Linked DNA regions of Ovis canadensis: region 1 is linked to region 2. Evidence: chromatin contacts called from public Hi-C data. All regions are on one chromosome and are shown on one strand. Each heading gives the region's core, a stretch centred on a gene start, on an enhancer-like site or on the middle of the called end of the contact. The rest is flanking DNA. Distances are from core to core; before and after follow the strand shown. Region 1 holds the start of EPB41L2 (erythrocyte membrane protein band 4.1 like 2). Region 2 overlaps EPB41L2 (erythrocyte membrane protein band 4.1 like 2).

What was found. A called contact is a pair of places that touch in the nucleus more often than the background predicts.
Region 1: a contact with region 2 is called in a Hi-C map of fibroblasts, with 1.7 times the contacts expected there. The contact joins the promoter of EPB41L2 here to the enhancer-like site in region 2. A contact is called at or near these places in 2 of 2 Hi-C or Micro-C datasets (fibroblasts and lung).

What each region holds. Positions count from the first base shown.
Region 1 is chr8:67,402,128-67,404,998 of ARS-UI_OviCan_v2, forward strand. EPB41L2 (erythrocyte membrane protein band 4.1 like 2) reads right to left here and starts at 1,557. Exons shown (of 18, transcript XM_069598420.1): 1 at 1,356-1,557.
Region 2 is chr8:67,347,177-67,350,198 of ARS-UI_OviCan_v2, forward strand. All of the region lies in intron 1 of EPB41L2 (erythrocyte membrane protein band 4.1 like 2), which reads right to left. Among named protein-coding and RNA genes, the nearest start is that of EPB41L2, 55 kb to the right of the region's middle. Within about 2 kb of position 1,370, the one cell type or tissue checked has open chromatin away from gene starts, as enhancers often do. A contact at or near this core is called in fibroblasts, where this site is marked.

The DNA of each region.
Region 1 (2,871 bases), core at 307-2,806, 55 kb after region 2:
AAATCGAGAATACAGAAATAGCTGATTCCGGTGAAAGAAGGAAAAAACAAGGGAAAAATAAAAAGAGAACTGGAAAAAAAAAAAGCAAGAATAAAGGATAAACTGTTAAGATTCATTTTTAAAAAAAGCTTAAATAACAGTAACAAGAACAAGACGCCTGGCATACACGTGCCATTTCAGATGTGAGAAGTTCAAAAAAACTGAGGAAAGGATGTGATTCAGAAAAGAGAACCTATATTCACAGATCCTCTAGGTTCCTCCTTCCCTCTCACCCCACTAGAGCTCTTAAAAACGGCCAGCTGTGCTGTTCATGGGGAATGCAATTTAACCGTCCTAAGTCAGAAGGAAGGATCCACACAGACCTCCTCCCCAAAATAATAGACTAGGCAAGGGCTCTTCTAACCTCGCCAAAACACCCTGACCTCAAGAAAGATGAGAGATCTCAGAAATTACGACCGACGTCTTCCCGAGCTGCCCGGAGCAGGGACTCCTGCTGGGGATTTAGACTCTGATTCCAATCCTGCTCGCTGCTGGTCCTTACCCCAGCAGCGCAACTAAAAATGCTCCCAATTCTGCCGTCAAACAGAGGAGAAAAATAAGCCATCGCTGGTGAGATGACCCGGGTGCCGGGACTACAAGGATCAGAGAGCAAAACGTGCGTTTCTCTCCACTTTGGTCGGGAGGTCCGCGTCTGGAGGGACCGAGCGAGTGACGCCGCCCGAACCCAGCTACACTGAGCGCCCAGGCGCGCGGCCCGCCCCGGGACGCGTGGCGTCCTCGGCTCGCGTTTCCTCTTCCAAAACCATCCTGCTGAAGGGCAATGCTGCCGCCGCCGCGTGCCCCCGGCCCCGAAGGAGGGGGCCGCTCCGCATCGGAACAGACTCGCGCGCCGCGGCCCGCGCCCAGGATGGAGCCGGATCCCTCTTGCAGCCGCGCCGCGGGGCCCGGGACGCGTGACCCTGAGCCCACGGCACCCCCGCGGGGCAGGCGCAGTCCTCACCGTGCCCCCACCTCTCTCGGCGCCGACCAGACGCGGCCCCCGCTCTCACGAAGGGAGAAGCAGGGGGACCGCAGTGGAGCGGGGAAGCGGAGATCCGGCCTGTAGTAACAGGACCGGTCTCCGGGTCGGGAATCGGGAGGAGGGCAGACAGGGAGCCGCAGAAAACCCCAACACCGGCAGCCCTCCCCCTCCCGGTGGGACCGTCCCGCCACCGCTTCCTGCCCGGGATCAGCTTCCCAGCTGCAGCCACAGGAAAAATCCGAGCCGCCCCTGCAGATCCGCAGAGACCAGACGCTCGGCCCCGGGATTCCCCCGTCCCGGGCCAGCCATTCCGCGGCTCCGCACGCCTCCTTACCCGGACGCCGTACTCAGGAGCTCGCTAGCCGCCGGGACCAGTCCCGCTTCAGCCCCAGTCGCCGGCCCGCCGCGCCCGCCTCCTCCCTCCGCTAGGTTTCAAATTGAAATTCCCTGGCTGGGGCCGTCAGAGGACTAGCGCCCCAGCCCCGCCCCCTCGCGGCGGAAGCTCCTCCCGCATCCCCGCCGGACGCGCCCCTGGTGCGGAAACCCCCGCGGGCCACGACACGCCCCCTACGCCCAGGCCACGCCCCCGCCCCCGCTAGTCCGACCGACTCTTTCAGCGGGATTAGCGGCTCGCAGTCGCCGGGTACCCAGCGCGGAAAGGACGCGACTCGCCCTGGGAGCTACCCTAGATAATGACTGCTGATGCCTGTGTTCAAGCCGCTCTTAGCCCGTGCATCCAGATATTAAATGCCCTTTTATCAACTTCCAAAGTTATTTCTTAAAAGTGAATCCACTGACTAAACCTTGCTTGAGCACCTCTTCGGTGGCAGACCCCAAGCTAGGCCCTGGTGAAACAGAAATAAGGAAAACTAGGTTCTCCTCTGTCTAGAGTGGAAGTGCTTTCACAGAGAGGACAGTGAAAGGGAACCGTTTATTCCTCCTGTATGAGGCACAGGAGGGATTGGGGAAGCCCCCTGGAAGAGGGGCTTTTATACTGAACCCAAAGTGTGGGTAGATCTCCAGGCAGGGTCCTAGGAGCCTGGACTGCAGAGCAGACTGTGGCAGGGGAAAAAAAGCTAGAAACCCGAGGTTCAGGCCAGTTGTGGAAAGACACACAGACGATTTCTTCCGATTCTTTTGTATAATTAGATCGCTTTCTCTCAGATTCTACTCCTTTCTTCTTCTCTGAAAGTTGGCATGTCGGTCGGGCTTGTCCTGGTCATTGCCTCCAGCGTCTGCCACACATGTACCTCTTGTTCTTTGCCTCCTCCCACCTCAACTGAGATCTTTAAAGACTCCACCTCGGCCAAAGTAAAATCTTTTCTTTCCTTAACAGTCTTTTCTGAAATTACCAATGTCAAATGAAACACCAGTTACAATACCTTTCACGTGTATGATATTTTCAGTTAACAAAGCGTATTAACATTTTATCTTTTGATCCTCACAGGAATTTTATGAAAAAGGCAGGGCAAGTGTTATCTTCATTACATCAAAGAAAATAAGAGTCAGGAAGATAAGTTACTTGCTAAGATCCTGCCAATGAATAATAAAAATAATAAAATCTAACATTTATTGCATACTTTGTGTGCCAGGGATTGTTCTCTGTCCCACACATGAGTTAACTTACTTAATGCCCTCTATGCTAAGTACTCAAGTAAAACTTAATAGGGTATGTTAACTACCACAGAGAGGAAGTCTGACTAGAAAGCAGTTCTGGTAAAGAAGACCAGGAAATATTATGAGACAATACTATTATAAACTTTCAGGCAGATTTACAATGAAATGAGGACTTGAAACTACACAGGTCTTGAAACTATGCAGACCTTGAAACTAACTTCACATGTGTTGTT
Region 2 (3,022 bases), core at 120-2,619:
ACTAAAAAGTTTGAAGAGATTTATTGGTTTTAACATGACAGAAAGAAACACTTCAAATATGCTTGTGCTAAGTGTAAAGCACACATTTTCTAACTTCACTTCTTTAAGGTTCACATCAAATAACCCTAAAATAGCAACAATCCAGCCATCTCATAATGGTTTCTAACATCTCCAAATCACTTGGGGCAAATTAATTTAACTACACAGGTGTGTGTGAGTAGTCTCAAAGTTTCAATTTTTTTTCATATTCAAAGTTAAGAGTGAGATGGATTAAATTACCTGGGGCAACAATCTCTAATTTATCCTAGAGATAATTATTCACAAATTTTTGCCAGTACATAAAGTAAAATAGGCAGAATGGGATAGTTAAAAGTATACTGGAATAGATGGAACCAGTTCTAATTCCAGTTCTGAAAGTAACGGGAATTTAGAGCAAGTCATTTAACTTCATTTTATTAAATTGCCTAATCTATTAAATATAGGGAGGATTCATTACCTCTTAAAGTACCCCATAGTTCTAAAATTCTGCATTCTAAAAAAAAAAAAACTACTTGGCATGGCAAACGTGACACAAAGTTAAATGAAAATAAACCATCAAATGATGGTCAAAACCATCGTATGAGCCCTTTCTTGTGAAATGTACATAAATATGCATTTACTGAAGTATTTATCCTATAACCTCTGAATGTATTCTAACACCACCAAATGCATTTTTTACAAAATAAAAATATGAATTATGTCTTAAAGTGGGAATGAGGATGGCTTTTACTATTTATGTTTCTCTGTATTGCAAATTTTATTCAACAAACACATAAATTTATCATTTTAAAAAAAAAATCCAATCCCTGAATCCAAGCTTGACATTTGGAATCAGAGCTCTTCAGCCTCTGTGAAATACACTGGAAATCAGAGTTCTCTTGGAAACACTCCAGGCCAATCTTGGATAAGAGGGAAGGTAGAGGGAGGAAGCCCCTCATCCTTTTTCTTTCACAGCTACTTTTCTCTTCTAGTCTGAACACCCTCCTCCGTCCCACCCCTTCCCATCAAAATCTCTTGGGAGTGATTGAACGCAAGTAACCTAAAACTGGAATTTCTGGGACTGCGTGATCTTCCAAAAGCACTTTATTTTCTTCTCTCTACCTACACACATACACACACACACCCCCAAAACTGGATTTCATACTTATTCTGCAACAAATCCTCACAGTAGTACTTAAATGTCCTTTAAGAAAAAAAGGCATGGGCAGGCTATATTGGGAAAAAAAAAAAAAAAAAAGGGATGATCTGGCACCTGCGGTGGTGATGTCATTACCAGCCATGGCTCTGAACTGTCTCTGGAATGCAGCTGTGGCTAGAATCCCTTAGGCCACCCAATGCTATTTAACATAAAAACACAGTCTTTCCTGGCACAAGAAAACCTCACAGTCACACGTGACTGTACTCTGCTTAGGAATCCTACACTCAGAACTTTACAGCTTTAAACACATTGTGTAGAGCACAGCCATCACTGGCAGGACCCTCCCTGAAGGTCAAACTTCAGCAGCTCTAAACTGTTAACTTCCAGCAGGCTTGAGAAGGACTAATTCTGCACTCCTGTCTATACGCAGTCCAGAAAGAACTGACTCATTGGAAAAGACCGTGATGCTGGGAAAGACTGAAGGCATGAGGAGAAGGGGACGACAGAGGATGAGATGGTTGGATGGCATCACCGACTCGAGGGACGTGGGTTTGAGCAAACTCCGGGAGTTGGTGATGGACAGGGAAGCCTGGTGTGCTGCCGTCCATGGGGTCGCAAACAGTCGACACGACTGAGGGACTGAACTGAACTGACTCATGACAGGCCAGATTTTGAGTCACTGCCTTGGAAACAGGAAAAAACAGACATACACCCCAACCCCAGATGAAGTGAGGACTTTGTTGGGGAAGGAGTGAGCACAGGGGGGAATGAGATAAGAATGACAAAAGCGAAGCTGCGGATGGGAGTCCATGGGGTCACAGAATCGGACATGACTTGGCAACTGAACAACAACAAACTCTAAGTAAGTAAATGTCAGCTCTTATTATTTCTTCCCCACAGAAAACAGCCACTAAAGGGAGTAGTAACTCCCCAAGCCTACTTAAGATGGTCCAATTAATCCATAAAGCTTAACTGCAAATTTTAAGGAAAACACACATAAGGAGTTCCCCTAACACACATTTGCTCCCCAGAACAATGAGTGGGGGCTGACCCTTTCTGTCACCCTTCATTCACACTAAGCCAGTCCAGTGAAGATTCCCAACTCCACTACTTCTCCAGCAGGGACCACCCCAGAGATGTGGTACCTGACCAGGGGGTTGACACGGCAACTCTTGGCAACTGGAGATGAAGAGCCACAGGAACCTGGGCCTCTACCCAAACTGCCTAACTCTCCACTCCACATGCTTTGATCCCTTTTTTAAAAGCCATGGAACTGTGGCCTGCTTGCCACCACCAACACCTGACCAACATGGCCCCATAGGAAGCGAAACGAAACTCTCCACCTCTCAAGTTCAGACTAGAAAGCTATAGAAGGTCTTACAATTTACTGTTGAGCTTTTACTCCTCAGAGCACGGGAAGAGGGACAAGGAACGTCCAGATGTGTTTGTCCATTCTTACTTACATTCCAAAGGCAGAGCCAAGATCACACAGGGATGCTAATGCTCATTTATTGTTTTTTTAAGTCAACGAGACAGTCAAAAAAGAAAGAAGCCAGAACTTCTAACTCACAATCCCCATGACTGTCCACATAAACTTTTACAGAGCTTTGTCGCCCTCACAACCCTCTAAAAATCAATTTTCAATTTTCTACAACTGACTACATGTTATGTGGTAAACCCATGACTCTAAGTTGCAGAAAGCTCTCTCCCTATGACCCAGAACACATCAAAAGCCACCTCTCCTCACCACTTAGCTTTTACGGAATCACAGGATCTTGACTGTGACCCACACTTTGACTTTTTCCTAGTCTATTTCCCTCAGTCGGACAGTAAAGCTCCCCAGAC